Regions from separate parts of the Mus musculus genome. Here all the other regions are linked to region 1. A link is a contact called in public promoter capture Hi-C data. All regions are on one chromosome and are shown on one strand. Each heading gives the region's core, a stretch centred on a gene start, on an enhancer-like site or on the middle of the called end of the contact. The rest is flanking DNA. Distances are from core to core; before and after follow the strand shown. Region 1 holds the start of Olfr420 (olfactory receptor 420). Region 2 holds the start of Aim2 (absent in melanoma 2). Region 3 overlaps Aim2 (absent in melanoma 2). Region 4 holds the start of Ifi206 (interferon activated gene 206).

Region 1 (7,132 bases), core at 1,421-3,920:
ACAGAAACAAGGATAGTGGGCTGACGACTACAGGGTTTGCGTTGGTGGAAGGAAGAGAGGTAAGAATTTGTCGGTATAAAAGAATAATGAGCTTCATCCCACCCACATTGACATGTATGTCCCAGACAAAATTATTCCTTATGAAACATGTATGGCAAGTTTTGTCAGCAAAGGAAGTCCACCACACTGTACCATAAAGAATATGGAATTTTTAAAGCCAAGGAAAGAAAGGGCTTGTATGTACATTTCTGTTCATTATGTTGGCCTGTTAGCTACAACAATCAAAACTTAGTGTGATGATGTTGGTTATTTAGTTCAATAGATATTTATTATATGCATTGCTCAATATGCATGGCATATGAGAGTACACTAAAAACAAAGATTAAATTTTAATTCATTAGAACCCAAGGAGCTAAAGGGATCTGCAACCCTATAGGTGGAACAACATTATGAACTAACCAGTACCCCAGAGCTCTTGACTCTAGCTGCATATGTATCAAAAGATGGCCTAATCGGCCATCACTGGAAAGAGAGGCCCATTGGACACGTAAACTTTGTATGCCCCAGTACAGGGGAACGCCAGGGCCAAAAAGGGGGAGTGGGTGTGTAGGGGAGTGGGGGTGGGTGGGTATGGGGGACTTTTGGTATAGCATTGGAAATGTAAATGAGCTAAATACCTAATAAAAAATGGAAAAAAAACTGATAATTGTTGTATAAGCTAACTCAGTGGTTATTGATCAAAATACAAATAACTAATTTATAGGTTAGGGTTGTTCTTTAATTCTATACATAGTGGCACAATAGAGAGAATTTTGTCTTATGAAGATTTTATACTTAGCATATTCTCAAGAAGCAACTTTTGTTTTTTTCACTTTTGAGACAGGATCTCTCTATGCAGCCCTGGCTAACTTGGAACTCTCTAAATAGACCTGGTTGGCCTTGAACTCACAGAGATGTGCCTGCCTCTGCCTCTCATGTTCTGGGATTCAAGGTGTGAGCCTCTACAGCAGGTTTGTTGACATCCCTGTTTGTTGTTCATTTAAACTGAGAGTCAATCGCTTAGTCTCATGTATTCTAGATCAGCACTCTAACAACTGAATTTCAGTCCAAGTATTCAAATGACTGTTTAGGTTATGTTAAAAGTAAAGTGTTTCCCAGGGTAACTTCAGCAAAATTAAGTTACTGCACATAACTTGAGTGGTATAACGTTCAACTGATGAAATGACATTCAAAAATATGTTGGATTGGATAAAGACTAAAAAGAAGCTATTAAGTTTAGGGACTGGGGAGATGGGTTAGTTAGCTAAAATGTTTGCCATTAAACGAGAGCTGGTCCAGCACCTGCGATGTGGAAACAAATGAATTCTTAGGCTTGCAGCTAGTCAATTCAGCTAATGGGTAAGCTCCTGATTCAGTGAAAGACCTTGTGTCAAAAATTAAGGTGGAGAAGAATACATCTAATGTTTATTTCTGAACTTATCACACATGAACACATGCATTCTCCATACATATACACAATAATCTAAGTTAATTGTTTATAAATTTTGTGTATTAGGGATATTTAGGAATCAAGGTTCAGTAAAAGGCTGATAAAACTTTTCTGAGAAGTGAGAATGAAAGAGAACCAACATGTCCCTCTGAAGAAGAGATGTTAAGGGAGGTTTCTGCTCTTGCCAATTAAGATGCCAGCTTGACCTATGTGCTTTTTTATGGCTTCTTTTATTTCTTTGTTCCTAAGGCTGTAGATGATGGGATTGAAGAAGGGGAATAGAACTGCAAAGGCCAGAGCAATGGCAGTGTCCCAGAACAAGGAGTAGGTAGCAGAGAAGCGAAGATACATGAGAGCCACACTACCAAAGAAGAGCAAAAAGACAGTAAGGTGCGAGACGCACGTGGAAAATGCTTTACGGCGGCCTTCAGCTGAACGGATGCGCAGAATCACAGCCACAATACCAACATAGGACATGAAAATGAGCATCACTGCCGTAATTATCTCCACAGCATGGACAATATCTACCACCTGAATCATGACGATGGTGTGGGTATCTGTGCAGGCCAGGCGCAGCACCGGGAGGAAGTCACAGAAGATATGCTCAAGGTGATTAGAGCCACAAAAAGGAAGTGTGGAGATCCAGGCAATCTCAGGGAGGGGTGTGAGAAAGCCACAGACACAGCAACCGAGGGTCAGCTGGGCACACAGTCTGGAAGTCATGATGGTAGGATAATGAAGAGGGCTGCAGATAGCCAGGTATCGATCAAAGGCCATAGCTGTCAAGAGACAAACCTCACTGATGCCTGTGGAATGGAAGAAATACATCTGCAGGACGCAACCATTCAACGTAATACTCCTTCGTTCACTAAGCAGGCTAGAGAGCATCTTTGGGATGGTGGCAGTGGTGTACCATATCTCCAGGAAGGAAAGGGCACTGATGAAGAAGTACATGGGTGTGTGGAGGTGTGCGTTGAGCTGGACCACTGTGATGATAACCAGGTTCCCAACGATAATGAAAGCATAGATGAAGAGCAGTGGGATGAAGCAGATGACAGAATCTCCCCAGGAGCAAGGGAAAGCAGAAAAAATGAACTCCTGAGCAGTGGTCCAATTGGAGAACCCCATCTCCAAGTGAGAAATGAAAGTGTCAACAACTCCCAGAGCACTCAAGCTTTTCAGGAAGTGTCCACTATAGTTCTGTGGTAAAACACACTGACCAAAAGCCAGGCTTTGAGAAGACACTTGCACTGTGGATGTAGAGGAAGAGAAATAAATAATGACATCATATGTACTCCACAATGGTGTACAATCAAATAAGTTATACAACTTGTGTTTAGACATTTTCAAATACTAGCACAAATCAGAATTAATGGGTTGTCAAAGCTGACTCTTGGTGCTGTTACTAAAAGTTTTATTCAGGAGGTCCGAGGTAGAACCTGAAAATTTGCAGGCAAATGATCAGAAATCCTGATGATCAGAAAATCATATTTTAAAACCATCATGCTTAGACATCTGGAGGAAAACCTGAAGAAATGGGAATTAAAAAAAAATGATGCTCATTCTGAATTCAAATCTTATGGATTCCCAAATAGAATTCTTGCTTTCAGATCAGTGCATCTGACTCTTAACACGTGATCTGGAATGTTTTTTTCCCTTTCATCAAAAGTAGATTATTTTCATATAGTATATTCTGATTATGGTTTTTCCTCTCCTTAATTCTCTCAGTTCCTTCCTTCTTCCCCACCCATCTTAATCTTTTTGTCTCTTGTTAGAAAACAAACAGGTATCTAAGGGACAATAATAAGCCATCACTGGGGATTTCTACCCATCTTTCTTCCCTTTCTTCTAATTATCTCACCTCTTTATATGTATTATGCTTAATATGGTTCATAAGATGAACTACACTGGTGTCTTTGTGTTGTTCGTTATTTAAAGGACGTACCACTCTTTTTACTCTTATCTCATTTTCGTCTTATGTAAGAGAGACTTGAGGGTGCTTTAAGTTGGAAGTCTTTGATAAAAATGACAGTTTGTGAGAATTGAATATGCTAAGCTGTCAGTATAGGGCTGCCTTGATAATTTTGTGGGGCAGCTCAGTGGGAAGGGAGAGCTGTAGATTGACTTTGTTAGAACACACCCTAGTACAAAGCATTGTCCTAGTAACTGACTCTCTTCTCACAATAATTTATTTCACCTCTATGGTTTATTTTTCTGTCAGTATCAAATATGTTCATTTGGAGGACACTGCATTTCTACTTAAGACTATTTCTTCACATAAAGATTTTTCTAGTGCCATGGATAATCATTCTCTCTATTTTCCCAATCACTTTAAATAAATTACCTATTTTCGGCTTCTTATATTAGTTTCCACTCATCTCCATAGGCCAGGTATTTTAATTTTTTTTATCCCCCAAGTATATAAATAACTCAAAATTCTGCTCTCCTTTTATTTTCTCATCTCTATCCCTTTCCATTCAGAAGAGTCATTTTAATTCAATGTTTCATTTCTTCAAGATTCCCAGTACCCAGTTCCCTTTGGCCTTTGTTCTTTTATATTAACAACAATTAATCTCTGGTCTGACTCTCTATCTTGGTCCCACATTGACTCTCCTCTCAGCCCGAGGAGTTTTATAGTTACCCAGTGTTTAAGCACCACCGATTGTGTCCCAAGACCATCCCCCTGAAAAAAATCACACCAAGTATCTAAACCTCAGGACCTCAGAGTGTAGCTGCATTTCACACACAGCATCTCAAATGGACTTGAGTTAAAATAAGGCCATTAGGGTTGATGCTACTCTGCATAGACTGGTGTGTCTGTGAGAAAATACTTGGACGTGTGTGTGTGTGTGTGTGTGTGTGTGTGTGTGTGTGTGTGTGTGTGTGTGTGTGTGTAAAAGTTGAGGAAGATTCCAGGAAAGATGGGCATTTATTACCCAAGCAGACGGGCCTCAGAGAAGAAAAGCCTTAAGTGCAACCTTCTGGTTCTACCTTCTAAACATCTGTAAGAGGAGACTCTCTTTCCAGAAATATCTGTTTCTTATTTCCTTTCAACATCTGTTTGTTTCCTAACCAAGTTCAAGGGTTTCGCCTTTGCATCTCTGCTTACTCTATTGCTTATGATATATGTATGTATATGGTAGGAGAATCTGAGTTCTTATCATATCTGTGCTTATCTGTATCTATCATCTATCCTATTTATCCACCATCTCTCTCTCCCCCTCTCTCTCCCTCTCTTCCTCTCTCTCCACCTCTCTCCCTCTCTCTCTCTCCCTCTCCTTCTCCCTCTTTCTTTCTCCATCTCTCTCTCTCTCTCTCTCTCTCACACACACACACACACACACACATATCTATCTGCCTATACATACATGTTAATTATTTAGAATGTTTTCCTATTTTTCCTGATTTTTAAAAAAATGCACATAACTGTATTTTTAAATATAAATATTGATGTCCTCAACAGTAACTAGCATGTCTTCTAACTCTGGCCTTCAGAGCATGGTTCTAAAATGTGGATTTGACACTTGCTCAAGAATGCAGCTTCCAAGTAGACCCAGACCTTTCTGTAATCTCTAAATTCATGCTGTTATGCCACAGAAAGCATGGGGAGAACCTGACCAAAAGCAGCAATTTTCATCTTTACCTACTGAATCTATCCTTGTACAAATTTCTCTTGTGATGAGTCTAGTACAGTTGTCAGTGACATCAACTTTCTAAACCTAGGGTAACATTTCTGAAACATGTCATAAATCCAAACCAGTTCCTGTCTGTATAAAAGTTAAAGCAGCCCTTTGTATAGAGAAACCTGCTAATTCGAACCTTTTTATGTTGTACTGGCTCAGCCCAGAATATTCTTTCAAATCTTTCAAAAGCCATCTCAAAGGCTATTCACAGTACCTAGAGACCCAGCGGTACCACCCTCTGCTTTAGTGTGTGTGTATTGCTGTTTTGTTTTGATTTTTCCCTAAGTGTCTTCCATCTCCCCTCCAAATAGTTAATCCACTGACCTTGCTGCTGTTGGAGTCCAAAATCAGAATAAACATGAATGAAGACTCTACCTTTGCTACACTGATGTTTGTGAAGTCTCTAACTGCCATGAGAGAACCAACTTCCTTCACGATGCTTTCACCTGAGTCCTCTATCTAAGCTCAATTTCTTTCATAAAGTCAGTGATAGACAATCTGAGTCTCCTTTGTGGATCTTCTCCCCCTTTCTTCCCTTCTTTTGTTCTTTAAATGAGTAAAATGATTGACTCTCTTGGGAATTGTACATAAATGATTCAAGACTAGGAGAAAACAATTGTACCCATAATGGCTTCAGTTGGGAAAAAAACAGTTCAGGCTAGTAATTAGGAGAATCTCAGGCCTAAGGATCCCTGGTTCATTTCAAATGGGCTTGGGAGCTTGAGACATGAGAATAAGTTTACTCTTCGGTTTATATTTACTCCTCCCTTTTCTGTGACTCTCTTAACAGTGCTGATGTTTTAGTGAATCAAAATGAGGAAGATCTAGGACTCAGATTTGCATGGTGTTGGTACTGTCAGGGAGATGCATGGAACAATGAAAAGAGGAGTAATTGTATACTTAAATATTGGTGGCATCCCATTTATACATAATGACAAATCTAGTAAATATACTAGTTGCATTGTTGTGTGTATTGCTGTTTTTACTGAAAACTCATAAATTGTGATATTTAACATTTATAAATTATAATATACCATGGTACACTGTTCTTTTAGATTTTAAAACATTATAAGATCAATTAAATATATAGACACTTTTCCCCCTCCAGAGAAAAATAATAATAATGATTTACACTGATTTTAAATTGATTTTGAAAAAAAAAAACAAATGTTCAAAGAATCAGGATCCTCACAAAATATACAATATCCTCTAGAGTAAACAAATATGAAGATTATGACAGCACTCTTCTAAAGGGTGCATTTCAGAAACCAAGTCCCATTCACAAAATTAATTGCTATATTTGTTTTGAATCTCAGGGCACTCATGGGGATCTCAGACATTGCTCTAACTAAAAGTTGTTCTCATCTGCTACAACTAAATGAGATTTCCTTTCCATGCAGGAAAGCCACTACTAAAGTTATGTATAAATGGAAAACTATATTTCCTGCATAAGAATAGATTACTTTGGAGACAGTTAAGTAAAAATGCACGCTACATCATTATCATAAAGATGCATCAAAATAAAAACCATAGAGTTGTCAAAACTAAAATAAAAAATTGAGAATAAAAATTAACAGAAGAATAAGCAGATGAATAGTCATTATAAATACAAGTTTACATATTAATAGTTAAATAACCAAATAAAAATTAAACATTAAGGAAAAGGAGAGTAGAAGCAGGTTTGGAGCCATATGAATTAATAAACAGAGAAAAGATATGTGTAGGAAGAGTGTGAATGTACAGAAGCTAGCAGTGAAGATCTGGTGTAGTTATCATATTGGACAAGGGTCTAGGTAAAGAAATATTGAGATCTCTAAAGCACACTATGTACTTCAGTGTTTCCTCATTATTGGCACTTTCTCTGCCATTATCCCCTTACTCAGACAAATTTTCATCAACCTTGATTAGCTCCAAGTGCTCATCACCCCAGTCTTCATTATCACCCTCTACTAGACCCCAC
Region 2 (7,132 bases), core at 1,448-3,947, 740 kb after region 1:
CTCTACACTCCCTATACACTTGTCTGTGACTAAACAGCTATCCCTATGGTGTAAAAACTTCCAAAACTCCTTTTGAAAATAAAAATGGAAAAGATATGCACTTGAGGGATAAACTAGTAAATCAACTGCTGTTGTTCACCAATCAGTTCGTTTTGTCCAGTAAGGCATCTTGTAAGTCTTAGAGGAAATGAGTCATGAATCAGGCAAGATTTCTTCACTATCCCCACAACAAATACAAGTATGTATAGCTGTGTAGTGTACAGGCTGGGGCTGTGTAGTGTAACTCAAGTTGGTCGTCAGACTATGTCTATTTGAGGAGGTAACATTTAAACAATTACAGAGATAAATAGAAAGAGTAATTCTTATATCTTGGAGCTAGATCTAAGGGAAGGTATACAGCCTTATCTATGTACTAAATCACAATGGATTATTCACTTTGCAGTGACTGGCTGTATGCTAGTTTACCTTATTGAAGCAGTAAATGTGATGTTATTCAGTTTCACCAAAAAGTACATCAGAAAGCATTATTCTGGGATAATGATAAATGGCGTTTCCCCACAAGATGTATAAATGGGACTTTTAAAAACATGACTAACATAATATGCATCATTCTGTGTAAAGAATAATCTTAAGTGTATTTTTAAAAAGAAGAAAACAAACATGGAAATATCATATGAAGCGATATAAGATGGTTACACAAGATTCAAACATTTCAACTGACAGAACGCACATGAATTAGACTCATGGGTTTAAAAAGAATGCTAAACTGGAATAAAACCCACTGTGGTGCCTGTGGTGTTTAAAAAAGACACAGTGGGGGAAATTGAAGTGCTGAGTAGCTGCAAAGCAAAAAATACGTGAACATATGTATCAGGCACTAAGCACAAAAACTCTAGTTAGAGCAGCTCTATCAATATTAGTCAGAGAAGACTATAAGACAAATAGTGCCATTAAGGACAGAGTTGCTATACAACAATTAAATGTTAAAGTCATCAAGGTAATATAACCAACAATTCTAAACAGTAAGCACCTCATTGAATAAAGTCAACAGTTGTAAACAAAATTTGACAGTTCTCCACTAACAAATGGCAAATGTACCATGATGGTCAGAAATTACAAAACATTTCCTTCAGTAACTAACGCTTTAAATAGCCAAGAATAAAATAAAACAAAAAGCAAAAAAGTAGAAAAGTTGAACAACATAATTAACAACTATGTTCTGATACTTAGAAATACTTACCACACTTTCGGTAAGGGCACAAAGGTTATCACTGAGTTCCAAAGAGTAGTTACTGTATTAGTTTCTTTTTTTTCTTCAATTTTTAATATTTAAATGTATTTTATACATCAAACATATTAATAATATTGAGCATTTTGAGAATCAAATAGTCTGTAAAAATGTGTTCAACTTTTATATTGATATCCTTTCATACCCTAAAAATATCATTAATGAATATTTAATACAGGAGAACACAGTAAACAGCTATAAGCACTTAAAGAGGCAACACAAAAATCTCTTAAAGAATTACAGGAAAAAACAATCAAACAGGTAAAGGAAATGAACAAAATCATCCAAGATCTAAAAATGGAAATAGAGACAATAAAGAAATCACAAAGGGAGACAACCCTGGAGTTAGAAAACCTACAAAAGAGATCAAGAGTCATAGATGCAAGCATCACCAACAGAATACAAGAGATAGAAGACAGAATCTCAGATGCAGAAGATACCATAGAAAATATTGACAAAACAGTCAAAGAAAATGCAAAAAGCTCTTAACCCAAAACATCCAGAAAATCCAGGACACAATGAGAAGATCAAACCTAAGGATAATAGGTATAGAAGAGAGCGAAGATTCCCAACTTAAAGGGCCAGTAAAGATTTTCAACAAAAATATAGAAGAAAACTCCCCTAACCTAAACAAAAAGATGCTCATGAACATACAAGAAGTCTACAGAACTCCAAACTGGACCGGAAAAGAAATTCCTCCTGTCATAATAATCAAAACACCAAATGCACCAAACAAAAAAAGAATATTAAAAGTGGTAAGGGAAAAAGGTCAAGTAACATAAAGTCAGACCTATCAGAATTACACCAGACTTCTCCACAGAGACTATGAAAGCCAGAAGATCCTGGGTAGATTTCATATAGACCCTAAGAGAATACACATGGCAGCCCAGGCTACTATACCCAGCAAAAATCTCAATTACCATAGATGAAGAAACCAAAATATTCCATGACATAACCAAATTTACACAATATTTTCTCATAAATCCGGCCCTACAAAGTATAATAGATGGAAAACACCAACACAAGAGGGAAACTACACCCTAGAAAAAAGCAAGAAAGTAATCTTTCAAAAAAACTAAAAGAATATAGCCACACAGATATAATTCCACCTCTAACAACAAAAATAACAGGAAGTAGCAATCACTTTTCCTTAAATATCTCTTAGCAATCACTTTTCCTTAATATCTCTTTTCAGTTCCCCGCAAAAGACAGAATTGGATATGTAAACAGGACCCAGCATTTTGCTGTATTAGTTTCTTTTCTGTTTTGATAAAATGTCATGAACATTAGCAACATAGGGGAGAAGTAGGTTTTAATTTTACTTACAGGTCCATGAGGGTGGATTTCATCACGACAAGGAAAAAACCTAGCAGCTAGTTAAGGAAGCATGGCGGCAGACAGGACAGGAAGCAGGCAGGACAGGAAGCAGGCAGGTTGTGATTCTTGCTCAGACAAAGAAACAGAGTTACAAGTGAGACCGCCTATCACCTCTCACAGGCCGCCCTCAGTGACCCACTTCCTCCAATAAGGTTTCTCCAGTAAGTTCCTCCTTGTGAAAGTCCCAAGACCTTCCGGAGCCACCAGCCGGCATATATTCAAACCTCAACAGATACCATAGGAATGATCCTTCCCCCAAATTCCAGGGATTTAACTATGGAAATGGGAAAGCAGGATCCAATTGGAACTAGACTGAAATAAACTTGCTATTACCTAATAAAGTAAAGGAAATAGAGATTAAAAGCACATATAATTTTTAAAAGATGCCATGTCACTTGAACATTTGGGATTATGGAGTAACATTATCTGCTTGGCATTTCTTTCTTTTTTTTTTTTTTTTTTTTCTATTTGATTCCGTGTCTGATTTTTTTTTAATTGTTCTTTTGTGTTACTACCATGCTGGGTTTTTTTTTCCCCACATTTTTTTTATTAGATATTTTCTTCTTAGATTAAGGTTACTTAGAATTTTGAGCTCTGATGCTTTCAAGCTAACGTTACATCACAGGCTTTCTGTCATGCCATTATTCTCACCTTTTATCGAGAAATAGCTCCCTGGCCCCTATGTTTCTTCCCCCTTCAGCTAGAAATCAAAAGCCCTCTTCTAAATATAAATTCATGTCAATAAAACACCTACAGACCAACACACCCAGAAAATCAGAGTTCCTTTTAGGCTCAGTCTGGGTCAACCCTCTGAACAATATATTCTAATTCCTGCCACGGCCAAATGCACTTTCTTTTGTAAAGGTCTCAGTTGTGGTGCAATAAAAGATAACTTCTGTTCCTCAGTCAACTGAAGGTTTAGAACCAGGCTTCCTGCAGCCTTATTCTTTTCTAGAATACAGTCAATACTAATCCCTCTTTCTAACCTCAGAAACCCAGGACTCTCTTTCCTCTTAATTTACTGATTAGCAAAATGGTCCTAAAGCTTTCTCTAGAAAACTTCTGACATATCTTACTTACCTCAGGGGATTTTCTTCTCTCCAAAGCAGCCTTAGTTCTCAACTCAGGGACTGGTGTATGTCCTGAGAGTTCAAACCATCCGCCTCACAAAGATTTTCACTATGAGTAGTAGGACATGAAAATCATGAAAATCAGGTCTTGGGAGACAGAAAGCAGAAAGTACTCTCAACTATCTTCTTTCACTTTGAAGCTTGGCTAGTCCTGGCCCTATAGCTGAGTCCTAAACCCTGATGCTGGGGCAAAATAATTATATATTAAGGCTCTGCCCAAGCAAATGCTAGTTTTCAGTTTCCTTTTTACAAGCCTCAGCAGAGTTTCTCCTCCAGCTGTGAGGTCTCAACCAGAGGTATTTTAGATATAGGGAACTCCACAAAAGTTATTTCCTGCTTTACCAGGGAGTTCATAGCCTAAGGGACAAGCCCAGCCCAATGCACACCACCCACTCACTTACTGGTGGTTGGTTTTCTTTGATTTCAACATCAACACACAAAAAAGGGTGGGCTCTGCATAATCAGATCTCTTGATTGACAGGCTGCCCTCACACAGCTTCCATTACCCAACCTTGCCCTAGTGACTGTAGTGCACTTTACACTTGTAAATTGGTATGCATTGTTTGCTCAGGGAGAGGCTGGTTCTATCCTCCTGCTACTTCAGAGAATATTTGTCTTACAGTGTCCTCCAGGGCTTCTTGTCTGGGGATGTCTGGTTTTCCATCTCTGTTACAAGGAGGACAAAACAGCTCAAGAATAAAAATATGACCTTCTTAAAAACTAGGTCAATCATTTCCAACATGTTTTAACTGTGATGTATACAGGTCTACAGTGTGAAGGTCAGCCATGGAGAGAAACTTAACTGCCTTAACTTCCTGGTTTGGTTTTTGCTGAGTATCGTAAGCATCCCGTTTAATGCTGTTTTTTTCTAACTGTAGGTATTGGTTCTTCTCGTTGGAATTCTCACCCTCACTCTTCTCTGCCCAGGACTCTCTCTCTCTCTATTGGAAACTTCAAAGGAGTGTCCCCAAAGGGCCTTCCCCAGCCTGTCCCCACTCTCACTTGATGAAGATTTGTCCCTTCACTATTGCTTTGTCTTTATGTTGACTTACTGAACAAAACCGAAAATGCATTCATCACTGCCGTTTGCATCGCTTTTGTTATCGTACTTTAGTATTAGTTGTTGTTGGCAAATTCTTACTACACTAAGTGTAAATTATACTTAACCTCATTGGCTACAGGAATAGGACAAAGTACAAGTCTTTGTTTTGTGTGATTTCAAACGTCTACTGAGCATCTATTGAAATGTGTAATGAATGGAGTTATCTAAGGGAATGGAAGGAATTCAACTCGAAGCTAAGAAAATATCCCAAGTAGGGTGCCAGTGTGAGGAAGCGCACACCTTTAATCCCAGCACTCGGGAGGCAGAGTCAGGCAGATTTCTGAATTCGAGGCCAGCCTGGTCTTCAAAGTGAATTCCAGGATAGCCAGGGCTACACAGAGAAACCCTGTCTCGAAAAACAAAAACAAACAAACAAACAAACAAAAAAACAGTGTGAGGAACTGAATTGATAAGGATGGCAGACAAGAGAGGAAAGAGAAAATCATATCACATGAAAGGTTGAATATGGAGGAGGGAAACTGAGGCTGCCAAGGGCAAGAGCCTATATTAATAGAACCACTGCAGCCTCAAGACCTGCAGTAAAAGTCCAATATAGCTAATAAGGCGATCAATTCTTCATTAAAAGACCTGCACCTCTCAGCCCATGGTCAAAAACAGTAATGGGACTTAAATTATGTCTTTGTATGCTACTAGGAAGAAGAAGAAGAAAAAAAAAAAACTAAAAAGCTGGGGTTGAATTGTCTTAGCCAGTGCTCTATTACTATCAAGAGACACCATCACCATGACAACTCTTATAAAGGAAGCATTTAATTGGGACTTGTCTATATTTCAGAAATTTATTATTGCCATGGCAGGGAGCATGGCATAGTGCTGGTAGACATGGTGCTGAAAAAGTACCTGAGAGTTCTATATCCATATATGCAACAATGGATAGAGAGAGCCTCTGGGCCTTGATAGAACCTAGCGGGGAAACCCCCACTCAATTCCCGATTCGGCGTGCACCCAAAAAAATCATGAAGGACCATCTTGATGTAATTACATGAGGTCGTTTAATTACGGAGCTCCGGACCGACATGCATCCCACACAGGAGATAATGGATGTTGGCCACGAGGCTCGAAAGCTAGGGGTTTTTACGGGGTAAGGGGCTTAGGGGTGTGGAATTGCATAGCGACACACTACTGCCTTATTCAAACATCAGCAGAAAAATTACATGTACGTGCAGGGTGTCAGAGTTCTGTGAGTTGTTGACTCAGTTTAGATAGCCCTGTTATGTCCTCACATTCCTCTTTATCTTTAAGGTTAAGCTGTTCCCAGGAATGTTTTAACTATGGGGCATACCCAGGTTTGTTTTTCTTTTTTCTCAGCCCCAGGCAGCCTCTAGGCTCACAAACAACCAGCAATTCCTGAGTATTTTATATGACTTACAGGTCTTGAAATTTTCATCTTTCTTTCAGCCTCACTTGGACTTTTGAAACCTCAAATCTCATCCTCCAGAGACACACGTCCTCCACAAGGCCTCCTAATCCTTCTCAAGTAATACCACTTCATGATGACTAAGCATTCATATATATGAGCCTATGGAGACCATTCTTCTTCTCCACATGACAGGGGAATCCTGGATATGTCTTTTAAAAGTTACAGAGAGAGAGATGAACAAAACAAATGGAAAATTAGACTTAGCTAACAAGTTGCTTTTTGTGACCTTAGAGAGAGTTGTTTCACAAAAGAATGGAAACAATGAATGCGTGCCTGGGAAATGGTCCTGGCTTATACAGCCTGTAGTTAATGGAAACAGACATCAGGGTCAGGGTGTAAAGGTATGTGAGTTGCTGAAGAATGATAGCCTGGACTGAAATAGTATGTAAATGCAAAAAGTGTTTTATTCTGAGGAGTCCAGCATGCTGGCATCTCCCATTATCAAGATACAGAGACAATCAAGTGAGCTCACGGGCCTGATTTAAAGCACATTAATGGGTTCTGGGGGGTAGGTGACCTTTATCTTGCTCTAGCTCTAGGAACATTCCATTACCAGGGTGTGGGGTCTGGAAACTGTTGCTGAGAAAGTCTGGAAACTGCCGCTGACCCACTGTCCTTTCCTTTGGCCAGGTGGTGGGGCAGCTTCTGAGGGCTGGACTTGCCCAGTTCTTGGAAACAGACTGAGGCCTCTTCTGAAATGCATATTTGAAGCCTGTCATGGAGTCAGCCTAGCCTTCTCAAGGGGAAGAATAGAAGCAGGTCAGCACATCTTGGGCACTGAGTAGGTGGTAAAATAG
Region 3 (7,132 bases), core at 1,268-3,767, 710 kb after region 1:
TTATCAGCAAAGAACAGTATTCAGAAAAATTATGTGGGAGATGATAATAATTGATCTTTATCTTATATCACAGAAAAATAAATACTCACCTAGATACAATAGCTAAATAGGAATAGCAGTACAGTTGAGAAACACTGGATTTTTTTTCTTCACTTTACATTGAGAAAAAGGAAAACTTCCTAAACAATATACATAAAGGACATGTTAGGGAGGCAAGAGTTATTAAATTTCATCGAAAACATAGTCTAAAATTCTGCATGAAAATACAAACAATGCAAACATCAACAAAAAGGTCCAAATTGGGATTGTACCGCCTCCAGTGTCTATGATGAATAAACGCCTTGTTTTCAAATATGTGAAGAAAACCACATATCTGTGAGAAATTGTCAACTGCCTAGGTGAAGAGTGGTGAAAAGAGATGAACAAGCAGTGTGCTTCAGTATGTGATGACGTTGTGTAACAATATCATTAACACTGCTAGTAGTCTGTTACTTTGCAGTGAACAAGGTAGAAGAAATAAGACCAGAACAGGGGGATTCATGAGAAGAAAACAACAGGTCAAAGACCCTCACATTTCCCACCACTGCAGACTATTTCAATGAGCTCTATAGACTACAGTTAATGAGACCTTGCCACTCTCGGTAAAAACTGGGCAGGTAAGGAAGAGATCAGAGTATCTCTGCTTACGTGGGTGGTGCTCATATTCAAAGCCCAAAACTACCATAAGCACCCTTTCCAACTTAAGACATACAATACACCCAGAATAGCCACAGCGAGGAGTCTGCACCAGGGCACCAGTCCCTTCGACAAACGGGAAGTAGGAAATCTCCTCTGACTTAGTATGTGGAGGATGCTAATCACCTCAGCATGCTTTCTGCTGGTCTGTGTGAAATTTTAATCTTTCTACACCCATCTTCGATAAAAACATAATCACAGTTAATCACACTTTATATGAAAAATTAAGACATTGATTCCTCCAAAGGTTGTTTATCTTATTTACATACAATTTTTCATTTTACTATAGAATAAGTCTTCAAAAAAAAGTTGTAAACTATTGGTTGAGACGAAAATGAATCTCAGCAGTAGAGCCCTTGACTCCTATGTGGGAGGTTCTGGGTTCAACTGAAAGGACCAGGAAATACAGCCACAGTGAGGTGCTGGGTAGAGGGTGGATTATCAGCGAAGGAAATGCACTCCAATCCTCAGGGCCAGCAAGAGGTGCAGCTGCAATCTGAGAGTACAGTGCTATGCCTCGCAGAATGCATATGCCAAGTGCTCGCACAGGGAGCCTGAGAGATGGAAAGGGTTAAGAAAGACATATATGATAGGCTGGCCTCTTTCTAAACAGGGAGGGCTGTTACACTATGTGAAAGTGCCCTTTACGGCATACCTGGAAAACACCAGCTCTGCAGTAATTGTTGGTTCAATTTGGGATTTGAGGCACAATGACTTACCTGACGCCACCCAGCTTCTAAAGGATGACTATGCGGCCAGACCTCAAGTCTCCTGAATCAAGTCCTCTGTACTGTCTTGTTCCCACTGCCTTTGTATTATTCACAGAATGGGCAACAATACCTTTAAATTAAAAAACAAAACAAAACAAAACAACAACAAAATTCTAACGTTATTGGCTGTTATTCGAAGACACACATTCCGTAACTCTCTTAAAGTATTAATAATGATATAATAATTGCCATCTTTTCCCCTTGTCAAAACCATTTATCTCTCTTCACTGTGTGTTGGAATAAATTAAACCCACCCTCTCTGTAGATTTCTACTCAAACTTCCCTGCATATGTATTATAAAACTAAAACTGGCCCTGTTCCTCTCTGTTACCACAAACTGTTTCGTTTTCCTCTCTACTTGTCTACTTAGCAATCCAGTAGTTTTTTGGTTCACATTCTGTGCTGGAATAAAAGTGGCTTGTGGGCAAGGACTCTGTTGTTCATGTCTGCAGTCCTGGCTCCTAAAATAGCATCTGCAATACAAGCATTCAACAAACATTCATTGACTTTTTCTAAGTAAAAATACAGTTCTAGGTGTCTTCTGGGCTGGATTCTGGGTGCTTTTAGTTTGACTAAGAAGCCCAGTTGAAAGGTCACAGAACAATATGGCAGGAAATAAGAACCCCTAGCAACCATCTTCCCACAGGCACACAAATTTTGATTAGTTGTACAGAGCCCAACCCACCCTCCTAACACCTAAAGAAGCCATGTGAGAGACCATCCTGTCTTGGTTGCATTTGATAGTAAGACAAGACACAATGAAGAAATGGGAGGGAGAGATTTGTCCATGTTGACACTCCTCCACATTCACAAAGGGGGGTGGGGGGCAGAGAGAGACAGAGAGAAGGAATTCATCCCAGGCCTTAGTCTTTAAACTCAGTACGAGGCTATCATAGCGAAGTATCACTGCTTGGAAGAATTCTATAACCCCTTCCCCCAGGCTAGACTGAGCAACTGGAATTGTGTAAGTCAGTCTGCATGCTCACTTCCTCTATCTCTTCTCCTTGGATCTGGGTCAGACAGAAGGATGAGCAGAAAGGTCTCCACCCACAGGCAACATGGCCCAAATCTAGCCCAGAATTCTGCTCACTGCAGTGGGAAGTAGCAAGAAACAGAAAGTAACGCCTTTTAGACCCAGGCCACATCTCATAGATGAAACCTCCCTCCCGACATACACTAGAACTAAGCAATTGCCTACATGCCAGTGGGACTGTCTCAAGCTTGCTTAGATCGTTACCAGCCTGGCAGTGAGAAAGGGACACACACCCTACTCTGACCACATATTTTCTCTGCCTGTGAGTCCCAGGTGTGACACAGGTTAGTGTCGCCCTTGGTGGACCCTAGATTTGGGTATCAGCTCTCTTCAGGTTAGTGTTATCAGACAGATCATCAAGCACAAATTATCAAGATCATTTGACATGACTTACCACCAAGCAGGGACTTATACCCTACTGGGATGTCATATTTGGGCCTGTTTGTCTACTGGGATGGCATAGACCTGGGTGCACTCACCATGAAATTCAGAAAGAGAAACAAGAATTCAAAGCTAACTCACTGGCCACTGCCAATAGCAGACCTAGCATCCATGGGAAGTGGGTGTTGAGGGATTGTAGCAAAGGAGAACACATGTTTCAGAAGCTAAGAAAAGATCACTCTTAAAGTTTTTTTTTTTTTTAAGAATCAACTGTGTCTCTTGTTTGTTTTGCTATAAAGCTACCTAAGGTGAAGGCTACAGATGTGTCATGGGGTTAGCCATGTGGGGTTACGGGTAGCAAGAAGAGCGACAAGGAAGTGGGATGGAAGTTCAACACAAGTCTTGCTGTAAAAGGGCCAGAGAAATGTGATAAAAGACAGGGTAGGAGGTGGGATAGGAAATGGAGAAAGTGACTTATAATTGCTCACTTGATCTCTTTTCTAACATGAGAGGAATCAGTCTTGCTTCATGCTGATGAGAATGTTCTAGAAGGGGGCGAGCTGTGGTATAGAAGAACAAAAGGAAAATTGCTCCTGGGAGTGAGCCTGAGGATGACTCCTCTGGAGTACACCTTCTGAAACAAAGGAAAGCCACTCTCCATTTCCTGCATCTGACATCTGCTGTTAGGGACAGACGCCCACCTTCCTCATGCCAAGATTTCTCAATTCTTCAAGGATCTCCAACCGTGTTCACTTGCTGCCTACGGCTGACAGCTAGACAGCTAGACAGACACAGACTCAACTCCTGGCTCTGCCATTTATTGGCTGTGTGACATCTGGTAAATTACAACCTTATAAAGTGTCCATATCCTCAAGTGTAAAATGGGGAAAAGGTGAACATCTCCATTAAATGGCTACTGTTATAATGCCATGCTACTGAATCAGGGACTTGTAACAGAACCATGTGAGACTAATCACTGAGTCAAAGCTATTAATAGAAAAGTGATAGACAGGATTCAGGGTAGTGATAGTGTACAAGGAATAGAAACTTAGTTTGGGATGGGAGGTGAGGGCTTGTGTTAGGAACTGGGAAAAGAAGGTGGAGGAGTATTTTTCAAAAACTGTTTTGAAAAGACCGAAGACGAAAAAGATGAGGAAAAATTGACATGCAGGCTTGGTAGCTTGCAAGCTGGCTGACTGTCTGGGCTAAAACAGAGGGCTCAGGGGCAGATATGTCAGATGGGAGGCTCCCAGAGCTGGATGAGGGATTAAGTCACTAAGATACTGGGCTACTGCCCGAGAGGTACCTCGGGGACCTTGCATGAGGAGCTGCAGAAAATGTCAGTCTCCTAAAAAGGCTGGCAGGAAATCTTTAAGAGTGACTGAAGCTCAAGAGAAATGAGTCCAACCAAGAGACTCCAGGGGACAGAGCTGGAGTGACAGTAAAGAAAATGTCTGCTTTGAGAGCTGATAGCATGTGCTCATGCTCAAAGCCTCAGAGGATGAACTACATGGCTGGTGCCCTCAGTCTTCTCTCCGGTGGGACAACCATAAAATCACCCAACACTCTTACTTTGCTTCTCATCCCTTGTTCCCCAACAAGTGTGTGCTGCCTCCATCTGGCACATGAAGCTGTTTTCCAGTACTGCTGGTAAGCACAAGACCTTTGCCCCAAGGCACCACAAAGACTCCCATGTTCATAGCTGGTAGGATCCCAGCTCCATTAGCTGAGACAGTCTTCGTTTCATAGCCACAGAAGATAAATTCTTATAGATGCTTCCTGTTAATTCATCTCAAAGTTAAAGTGACACAAAGAAAGAAATGACCAAGAAGAGTCTGTAAGGAATGATAACAGATGAGTTGCTGATACTTGTATAGCAAACAGACATAAGGTAGCGCTTGATTTTTGACCATTAGGACCTTCTCACTATGCTTAGAGGGCAAAGATAAGAAGAAATACTTCAGGCCATGCTGATCTACACAACAAGTTTGACCCTAATGTCTATGCTATATGAGAGCATATAGCATATATGTCCAAAAACCCAACCCAACCAAACCAAAACCAAACTGAACTGAAAGATTTGCTGGTCTCAAACAAAATGCATATAAAATCCTCCATCTTACCTCAAGACTCTTAAGCCCAAATTCAGAGCTGTTGATGTGAAGATCTCGTTTCTAATACAAGGCATCAACAATGATGATACGCATGCTTACTGTGACAGATCAAATGTGAGAAGGTTCTATGTGTTGAGTAGCTACCTGAAGCCATGAAAGTGGAGACTCAATTAAGAATATACAGTGACAAGTTTGAGAACAGTTCTAACAGAAACAAATGTCAGAATCCACGAGGGCAGATGAAGAACCTCTATCCATGCTTTGCAATCACACAGTCAGGCAGGAAAGTGATCCCTTTGAACTCTCACTTCAAGACTCATCCCTGTACATCCACAAATGTAGCCTCAATGAGTCATCTTTATCCAGCACATTCCATACCCTTCTGTGCATTACATTTCCTCACACGTGTAGTCAACCACCATGGGAACTGTATGTATTTAAGACCAGAGAGTACTCTGATGGTCAAACTCAATTCTTAACTTCATGAGATCTAGAACCACAGGGATATGGACATCTCGGGGAGATTATTTTGATTATGTTAACTAAGGTAGGACGATCAGACTCCAGTCCCTGGTCTGGGATCCTGAATGTGGACACAGTGGGAACAGCTGCCTGAATCTCTGGACACTGTGACTCTCCTGACTCTCCTAATGTGATGGACTGCAACTTCAAATGCTGAGTCCAAATTAACCCTTTGTTCCCTAAATCGATTTCATTGGGGGAACTTTATTACAGCAATGGGAAACAGAAATGGTGCTTCAAAGAAAGAGACAAGGCAAAAGGTAAAAGAAAAATAGTCAACAAGACATTTAGACAGAAGTTACAACAATGAAGCAATCTGAAAAATGTGATAATGAACGGATTAACAAAAGTATTCTTTTCAAAACAGTTTGTGAAGGCCATCGAAGAAATCCTTTTAAAGTTAATGGGGTGCTAAAGAAAGCCACTGAAGAACACTTTGTATGAGTGTAAAGTGGAAGACAATGAGATGGAGAGAAGAAAAATAAGAAATATAGACTGTGTACTAGAATGAAAAATAGCTATCTAATACAGATTCACACAAAAGTGAGCAGAAAAAAGCAGGAGAAACAGAGAAATACTGTCTAGGGTCAGAGATAAAGCTCAACAGAAGAGCTCCAGCCTAGCAGTGCAATGCCCTAGAGATGAACTCCAGTCCTTCCTAACAAATAAAATATGGTCTATTTGGATGAACCAGGGGATAATAAAGGCACATTGATTTTGTCTCGGGTTTTAGATTTTTTTTTTTTAAACAGACTTGACTTTACAAAGCAGCTTCAGGTCCACAGCAACACAGAGCTAAAGGTACAGACAACCCACGTGTCCCTGTCCACCTCAAATACAGTTTCCACTATTGCCAGCATCCCCAAGTGGAACCTTTGTTAAGATTAAGAGACATCAACTGACACAAGTTCATTGTTCAAAGTCTTCAGCTTGTATCAGGCTTTAGTCCTGGAATCAAATATGTCTCTATGTATGAGAAAATGTGTAAAGATGGGCAGCCACCAGTACAAAGAGGTTTCACCGACCTTAAGCACTCATCAATCTCTGTCTAATCATGATAATCTACCACTAACTGGCAACCAGTCCCCATCTTTCACCATCTCCATGGTCAGAAGTTACCATGCATGTAGAGTCATATATTATCCAGCCTTTTCTAATTGTTCTCTGTCTCTGTCTTTTTGTCTCTGTCTTTCTCTGTCTCTGTCTGTCTCTCTCTTAATATGTATTTAAGTTTTCTTTGTAGGTTTTTTTTGTTGTTGTTGTTATTATGCTTTGTTTTCACAATTGAAACATTACTTATATTTGGTGCTGGATAATATTCTGCTCTCTGGAAAAAACCAGCCTTTAAAATTTCATTTTTCCTACTGGATAGGATACCATTTTGGTTACTCCCAGGTTTAGACAACTGTCACTAATACTGCTCTAAGTATCCATGCACAGGTTTCTGTGTGCATGGCTTTTTAGTTCTGTATATCGCCAAGGAGTGTGATGGATAGTGATGTATAGTCAAAGCAGAAGTGGCTTTATACGAACCCACCAACATTGTTCCACCTTGCATTTCCTCCAGCAGCGAGCTA
Region 4 (7,132 bases), core at 2,208-4,707, 670 kb after region 1:
TCAACTCCTGCAGAAGAAACAAAAGACAAGAAAATAACACTTGATAATGTTCCTCCTGCCTGCTACATACTTCATTTTTAAAAAATAGAATATATACATATGTATACATATATGTGTGCATGTATATATATAAATACATACATATATATATACACACACACACATGTAATTCAAAACAGAAGGTATTTCTGAGTAAGTTATCCTAAAGTTTAAATTCTTTGTCACATGGCTTATAATTCAGTCCTCCAACTCTAGTATTTTTATCATTTTTTAATTAATTAACTTATTTATTTTTACACTCCATATTTTATTCCCCCCACTCCCGTCCAAAGATTGACTGTTCCACATTACATACCTCCTCCCAAACCCCCTGTATCCACATGGATGTCCTCACTTCCAACTTCACATGACCTCTAAACTTCCTGGGGCTTCCAGTCCATTGAGGGTTATGTGCATCATCTCTAGATGAATATAGAACCAACAGTCCTCAAATGTATGTGTGTTGAGGGCCTCATATCAGCTGGTATATGCTGTCTATTTGATGGTCCAGTGTTGGAGAGATCTTGGGGGCCCAGATTAATTGAGACTGATGGTGCTCCTACAGGAATGCCCTTCTCCTCAGCTTCTTTCAGCCTTCCCTAATTCAACAACAGGGGTCAGCTACTACTGTGTATTGGTTGGGTGCAAATATCTGCGTCTGACTGTTTCAGCTGCTTGTTGGGTCTTCCTGAGTGAACTCATGCTAGGTCCCTTTTTGTGAGCACTCTAAGCCTCAGTAATAGTGTCAGGCCTTGAGACCTCCCCTTTAGCTGGATTCCACTTTGGGCCTGTCACTGGACCTTCTTTTTCTCAGGTTCTTCTTCATTTCTATCCCTGTAATTCTTTCAGACAGGAACAATTATGGGCCAGAAGTATGACTGTGAGACAACACCCTGCTCCCTCATTTGATATCCTTCTTCCTGCTGGAGGTGGACTCTATAAGTTCCCTCTCCCTACTATCCATCTGGCATTTCATCTAAGGTCTCTCCCTTTGAATACTGAGAGTCTCTCACCTCTCAGGTTTCTAGTATATTCTGGAGGGTTCCCCCAACCTCCTATCTCCTGAGGTTGCCTGTTTCCATTCTTTCTGCTGGCTTCAGGGCTTCAAACCTTTTCACTCACCCAATATCAGATCAGGTTCTCCTCTCTCACCCACTCCCTCCCTCCCCATCTACATTCCCTCCCAGGTCGCTCCCTCCCCACTTGTGATTGATTTCTTCTCTCTCCCAAGTGGAACTAAGGCATCCTCACTTGGCACTTCAACTTGTTGACCTTTTATACTTTTTTTTTTTTGGTAAGATCTGCTTATTAGTGAGTACAGGTCATACATGTCCTTTTGGGTAAGAGTTAGCTCACTCGGGATGATAATTTCTAGTTCCATCTTTTTGCCTGGAAAACTCAGGATGTCCTCATTCTTAATAGCTGAGTAGCATTCCATTGTGTAAATGAACTACAATTTCTGTATCCATTCTTCTGTCATGGGACATCTGGGTTGTTTCCAGCTTCGGGCTATCAAATAAGGCTGCTATGAACATAGAGAACACTTGCCCCTGTGGCATGGTGGGGCATCTTTTGGGTTTATTCCCAAGAGTGGTATAGCTGGGTCTTCAGGTAGATCTATTTCCAATTTTCTAAGGAACCTCCAGATTGATTTTTAGAGTTGTTGTACCAGTTTGCAATCCCACCAGCAATGAAGGACTGTTCCTCTTTCTACACATCCTCTCCAATATGTGTTGTCACCTGTGATTTTGATCGTAGCCATTCTGATTGGTGTAAAGTGGAATCTCAGGGCCATTTTGATTTGCATTTCTCTGACCACTAAGGACTTTAGACATTTCTTTAGGTGCTTCTCAGTCATTCGAGATTCCTCAGAATTGAAATCTAGGTTTAGTTCAATACCCCATTTTTTGATTGGGTTATTTGGGTGCTTGGTGATTAGATTCTTGAGTTCTTTATGTATTTTTGGATATTAGCCCTCTATTTGATGTGGGGTTAGTGAAGATTATTTCAAAATCTTTAGGTTGCTGATCTGTCTTATCAACTATGTTCTTTGCTTTACAACCTTGCCAGTTTCATGATGTCCCATTTATCAATCCTTGATCTTAGAGCATGAACCATTAGAGTTCTGTTTAGGAAATTTCCCCCTGTGCCAATGAGTTCAAGGCTCTTTCCCATTATCTCTTCCATTAGATTCAGTGTATCTGATTTTATTTTGAGGTCCTTGATCTAATTAGACTTGAGCTTTGTGCAAGGTGATAAATATGGGTCTATTTTCATTCTTCAACATACAGACAGCCAGTTAGACTAACACCCTTTTTTGAAATGCTTTCTTTTTTCCATTGTATAGTTTTGGCTTGTCAAGATCAAGTGATGGGAAGTGTGTGGTTTTATTTCTGGGTCTTCATTTCTATTCCATTGATCAACATGTCTGTCTCTGTACCAATACCATGCAAGTTGAATCACTATTGCTCTGTAGGAAAGCTTGAGGTCAGGGATGGTGATTTCCCCCAACTGTTCTGCTATCAAAGGCAGAGACATCCAAAAGTTGCCCAAGACTAGCAGTTGGAAAGCATTTTAACTCCCATCATTTTCATCCAGGTGACTGGTTACCTAGCTATGGCATTATCCTCTTTTGCAGACCAGCTGGCAGGCTCTCATACCATTATCTGCTACTTGATACCATTTGTTCCATGTTTCAGGATTACATCAATCCTTAATCCTTGAATTCTCCATGCCAGAAAAGTGCAGCAGGACAAGCATTATTTCAGTCCATAATCTCAATCAAAGCTCGAGGTTTCCCACTGACTCCCAGGCCCCAGGTTTCCCTGTGCTTACCAGTGAATAATGTAGAGACACTGAGGAAGCATTAACTTCACCATTGAAGGAGGACAGCTTAGTTCTATAATCAAGAGGGAGGTGGATAATGCCAAATGCCTTTCTAGCTATTTGAGGTTGCAGCTTGGAGTTGTGTGTTTGTAACATTATGCTGTGGCAAGTCTAGGTCTTGGGAGCTACTAATGGATGCATAGATGCTACAGGAATGACTTAAACCAGGAGTTGTTTCATCTCAGATTTTCCTTGAAACTCATTCACATGCAGCTGGCAACTGACACAGCAAAGATCTCCTGACACTGAGTCTGAGCAGAAAAGAAAGAAGAGACTGGGTGACTTGGCTTTTTTTGGTCTAAGTTTTCACCTTCATTCAAAGGAATGAAGGTTCCTAGGGATCCTTTTGCAAGCCTGTAGGACATGAGGATTATAAATCTAAATCTTGTACCTATGAAGATTTGCAAGAAACATCCTGAGTGTAACTAGCTCTCTTTGACTTTTTTGGTAATTGTTTACAGGAAGGAAACTCTTGAGTTTCTGTCTCTGAGGAAATCGAAAGCTATGAACCTTGTCCACTCCCCACAAAGTAGCACAGGATGAGAAACCCAGTTCCCCTCAGTCTGAGCAGCTGAGCAGTGACTCTACCCAGTGTCAGCTTTCCATCTCTCTCTGAAAACACTTCATTGTCTCAGAATTTCAGGAGATTACAAAATCCTCTGGTTCTCTTTCTGAGAGATTTACTGTTTACTCTTCATACACACACTCACACACAGACTCACACACACACACACACACACTCTCTCTCTCTCTCTCTCTCTCTCTCTCTCTCTCTCTCTCTCTCACTCACTCACTCACTTGCTCACTCACTCACTGCTTCCTGCCCTGCAAAACTGGATACCACTGAAGAATTTTCTGAAGAGGTGAGTCCTCCCCCTGCTTTCTCTGTGAATGCACACGACTACAGGTGAAATCCTTGTCGATCTTTAGGTTGAGAGAGAAGGAAGCCAAGCTGGTGGCTGCTACACTGAGCAGTGAATCTGCACTATCTGGATTCAGGTCCTTGGCTCATAATGATGCTAGGCATCCTGATTCCTCCACCAGTAAGACTGACCCAAAAAGGGGCATATTTCAGATTATAAAATACACGTTTTTTAGGTAAGTCTGGATAAGTGAATAAGAAGAGTGCTTTAGTTTTCTTGGCTGGAGAATGCTTAGAACCTGGTGGTTGTAGTGAGTGGCTGGGCAACAGACAAGTTTGTGACAGGAAAAATTGCCATGAAGCAATAATACTGAAAAAATGCATCTAGCCCTCAGGCTGCATTATCTATTATTGCAACCATACACAACCTGGGCACCAATGGGCATATGTAGTCAAAGATATCCCAGATTCATTATGATTGCAAACCTGTGGTTTTATTGACTTAAGAAGCACATTAAATGGTCTTCATTCACTTGTGCATCAAGTGAATAAAGTAATATTGTAGACATTGTTAGTCTGTATCATCCTGAAAGTTAATTGCTTTGGGTTTTTGTCTTTTTAGTTTTCTTTGATTTTGTTTTCTGGTGGTAAGACTTAGAAAAGAGTTGGAGGTTCATCGGAACTAGATGTATACTTCATACTTTTAGACTCTTCTGCAGTCCCTCTGTGCACTATGGTTGATCTATCACTTATTAGGTGTATTAATTATGCTGCCCAGACTTTCTAAAATTTTACAAAAGTTATGACCCTGTTCATTTAGAAATTAAGATAAATACTCCTAAATCATGCATTAAATTTTGGTTTTTTAAGTTATTACTGGACAATTCTATTATTAAAACACTTTTCTATTTCTAGGAGGTAAACTATTGTCATTCTTTTGGTTTTCTGAGAAGAATTTTATATTTTTGGTTCTAATTAAGACAATGCTAATATAAAAAAATCTGTTCTTATTAGTTTCTATAAAAAGGATTTATTTTATAATTTCCATGAATGCATGCCTTAATGGAAACATTTAGCTGCACATATTAAAGAAAATTTGACAAAGGATGTTAATTAACCAATTATATGTTAGTTCCTGTAGGGTAGGTTGAGGACACATTTTTCTGGATTTTACTATGACTACTTCTTTTATGGGACATCTGCATTTCTTTTCTTGCCTTCTCTTTATGACTCAAGTGGCTAACAAGTGATGACAACATTACTGAGCTTATGTTGTTTCCTCCTTCAGTGGTCCTGTTGATGTCCTTACTGTCTCTCCTCTCTCTGAGGAGAGTTTCACTCCTGAGGCAGAGACTCACCCAGTTTTCACCTTGCTTAGGTTTTACTCTGAGGAGCTCTCAACTGCACACACTATTTTCTTACCACACTTCCCAGAGCTCTTCCTGGTGCGTTAGCTCATCTGAACCTGCCGAGGCACTGATGCCAGAGAGTACTGTTGAGGCTTTCTTCTCTGAGTGTGAATTGGTCTACATTCAGACACTCATTCTCAGTGTTTGTTTTATGTAGGGTAAGTTAAGGGTACCTCTTTGCACCATTGGGGATGACTATACTTTGATATCTAGGATTTGCTAACTGAAGATGGGTTTTAATGTAAATACCTGAAACACTATACTACTGAATATTGTTGAGATTGGGATCATTATTGCAACATTTAAAAAAATATTATTTTAGCAGAAAAGAATGAACATTTACATGTAAGCAGATTATATCAAAAATGTCAAGGTCTCCTGTCATTTCACATCAGTCTATATTTTGGCATAAGCTTATTGTCAAAAATCATAAAATAAATACAACCTTCAAAATTTTGAAACTCCTCCAGTTTGTAGTATCTTAGGCCATTGTAATATAAAATCATCCCACTATTTTGCTGAAATCTGATTGCTCTAGAGAGTATGGTCTTTCATATGATCTGATCTTCTTTAGTATCACCATCAATGTTCTATTTCTCTTTGTAGACTTGCCTTTCGTCTTCTGAACCGTGTCTGCCAGACAATGCTGTTGTAAAAGGTTAGTAATCTGAGAACATTTAGCACTCTGATTAGAATATTACACACACAAACACACACACATGCACACACACACTCACACACATACACACACTCACACACACAGATTCAGAGAGAGATAGACAGAGACAGAGACAGAGAGACAGACACAGACAGATGGATAAAATACCCCATAACTAAAATGACTTAAACTTTAAGCAACTATCAAATTTATTCCATCCTTGAGAGTTATTAAGGATGTTTAGAAACTCCTAATCATGTGTAGAAAAGGAACGTTGGTCTAGTGGGAGAATTTTAGGAATTTCCAGAAGGTAAAGTCTCAGTTGATTCTTAAAGGTCATCATAGATGGCAGACAGAGAAAGCAATGGAAGAATGGTGATGAAAAGGACACCATCTACTTCACAGAGCATGCCAAGGGAATGGGTGCTGTGCATTCTGAAGTGTGTCATATCACAAATATAAAAGAACCGTATGTAAAAGAAGCAGATTATCCAAGGACTTCCGAAGTATTTTAAGGATTAATAAAATTTTATTTAAAAAACTTGTCAGCTATTAGCTTATTTTAGCAGCATTTAAACACAGCCTATTCAGAGAAAACTGCACTATGAGCAAGGAAAACCCATTTTAAAAAGTCAAGTCTAAAAGGAGAAAAAGCAAGTAGCTATAGAAATAATACCCTCCAGTGAATGCTGCCACCTGGCACTAGAAAGTACTTAGCAAAATGACAATACCAAGGACACAGAAAGCAAGGTCTAACACCTGGTGAGACAGGATGCTAATGGAAGCTGCTTAACAAAGAACCAAGTGGACTAGAGTCAATGCCTGGGCCAGGTTCATCCTGTTGTAGTCAACACCCATTCCTATAAACTGAGAGAACACACAGACCATTTATAGATAAGCCATTTGAGTATGGGCAAGTCAGGAAGTAACAGGGGGATATCTAGAGGCAGGTTCTAGTAACAAATAAAGACACTTCAACTAACCTGAACTCCTGAGAGCTCCCAGGGGCTGAGCCACCAACCAAAGAGCATAAGCAGGCTGTCCCCAGGCCCCTGTCACATATGTAGCAGAGGGCTGGCACTTCTGGCCTCACTGGGAGAGGATGTGCCTGATCCTACAAAGACTTGATGCACCAGGATGAGGGAACATTGGGGAGGGAGGATGTCAGGAGGAACTCTCTGAGGGCAAACCAGGTGGTATCCCGACCTGCAGGACCTAGCTATTCGTGGGGTCCAGGGGGACCAATCCTGAAAAAGAAAAGGGCGAGAAAAGGGAGGG

What was found. Promoter capture Hi-C pulls out the DNA fragments that hold promoters and counts their contacts. Capture Hi-C pulls out chosen DNA fragments and counts their contacts.
Region 2: a contact with region 1 is called in a promoter capture Hi-C map of the HPC-7 cell line. The contact joins the promoter of Aim2 here to the promoter of Olfr420 in region 1. A contact is called at or near these places in 7 of 39 promoter capture datasets (the C10 cell line, the HPC-7 cell line, cranial neural crest and 3 more).
Region 3: a contact with region 1 is called in a promoter capture Hi-C map of hematopoietic stem and progenitor cells. The contact joins the enhancer-like site here to the promoter of Olfr420 in region 1. A contact is called at or near these places in 16 of 39 promoter capture datasets (the 3T3-L1 cell line, the C10 cell line, the HPC-7 cell line and 9 more), 4 of 484 Hi-C or Micro-C datasets (the G1E-ER4 cell line, the HPC-7 cell line and bone marrow-derived macrophages), 1 of 115 datasets of contacts at active chromatin or transcription factors (large pre-B cells) and 3 of 9 other capture datasets (adipose tissue, liver and pancreatic islet).
Region 4: a promoter capture Hi-C map of liver shows a contact between it and region 1, with 5 times the contacts expected there. The contact joins the promoter of Ifi206 here to the promoter of Olfr420 in region 1. A contact is called at or near these places in 11 of 39 promoter capture datasets (the HPC-7 cell line, embryonic stem cells, frontonasal cranial neural crest and 7 more) and 3 of 9 other capture datasets (adipose tissue, liver and macrophages).

What each region holds. Positions count from the first base shown.
Region 1 is chr1:174,154,260-174,161,391 of GRCm38.p6, reverse strand. Olfr420 (olfactory receptor 420) reads right to left here and starts at 2,670. Exons shown (of 1, transcript NM_146305.2): 1 at 1,625-2,670. The coding sequence starts at 2,617. The coding sequence ends at 1,652.
Region 2 is chr1:173,416,169-173,423,300 of GRCm38.p6, reverse strand. It overlaps Aim2 (absent in melanoma 2), which reads right to left and starts at 2,697. Exons shown (of 9, transcript NM_001013779.2): 1 at 2,615-2,697.
Region 3 is chr1:173,447,271-173,454,402 of GRCm38.p6, reverse strand. It overlaps Aim2 (absent in melanoma 2), which reads right to left. Exons shown (of 9, transcript NM_001013779.2): 3 at 1,455-1,575; 4 at 90-179. Among named protein-coding and RNA genes, the nearest start is that of Aim2, 30 kb to the right of the region's middle. Within about 2 kb of position 2,517, at least 44 of the 459 cell types and tissues checked have an H3K27ac peak or open chromatin away from gene starts, as enhancers often do. A contact at or near this core is called in bone marrow-derived macrophages and hematopoietic stem and progenitor cells, where this site is marked.
Region 4 is chr1:173,487,643-173,494,774 of GRCm38.p6, reverse strand. Ifi206 (interferon activated gene 206) reads left to right here and starts at 3,457. Exons shown (of 8, transcript NM_001372437.1): 1 at 3,457-3,788; 2 at 5,803-5,854.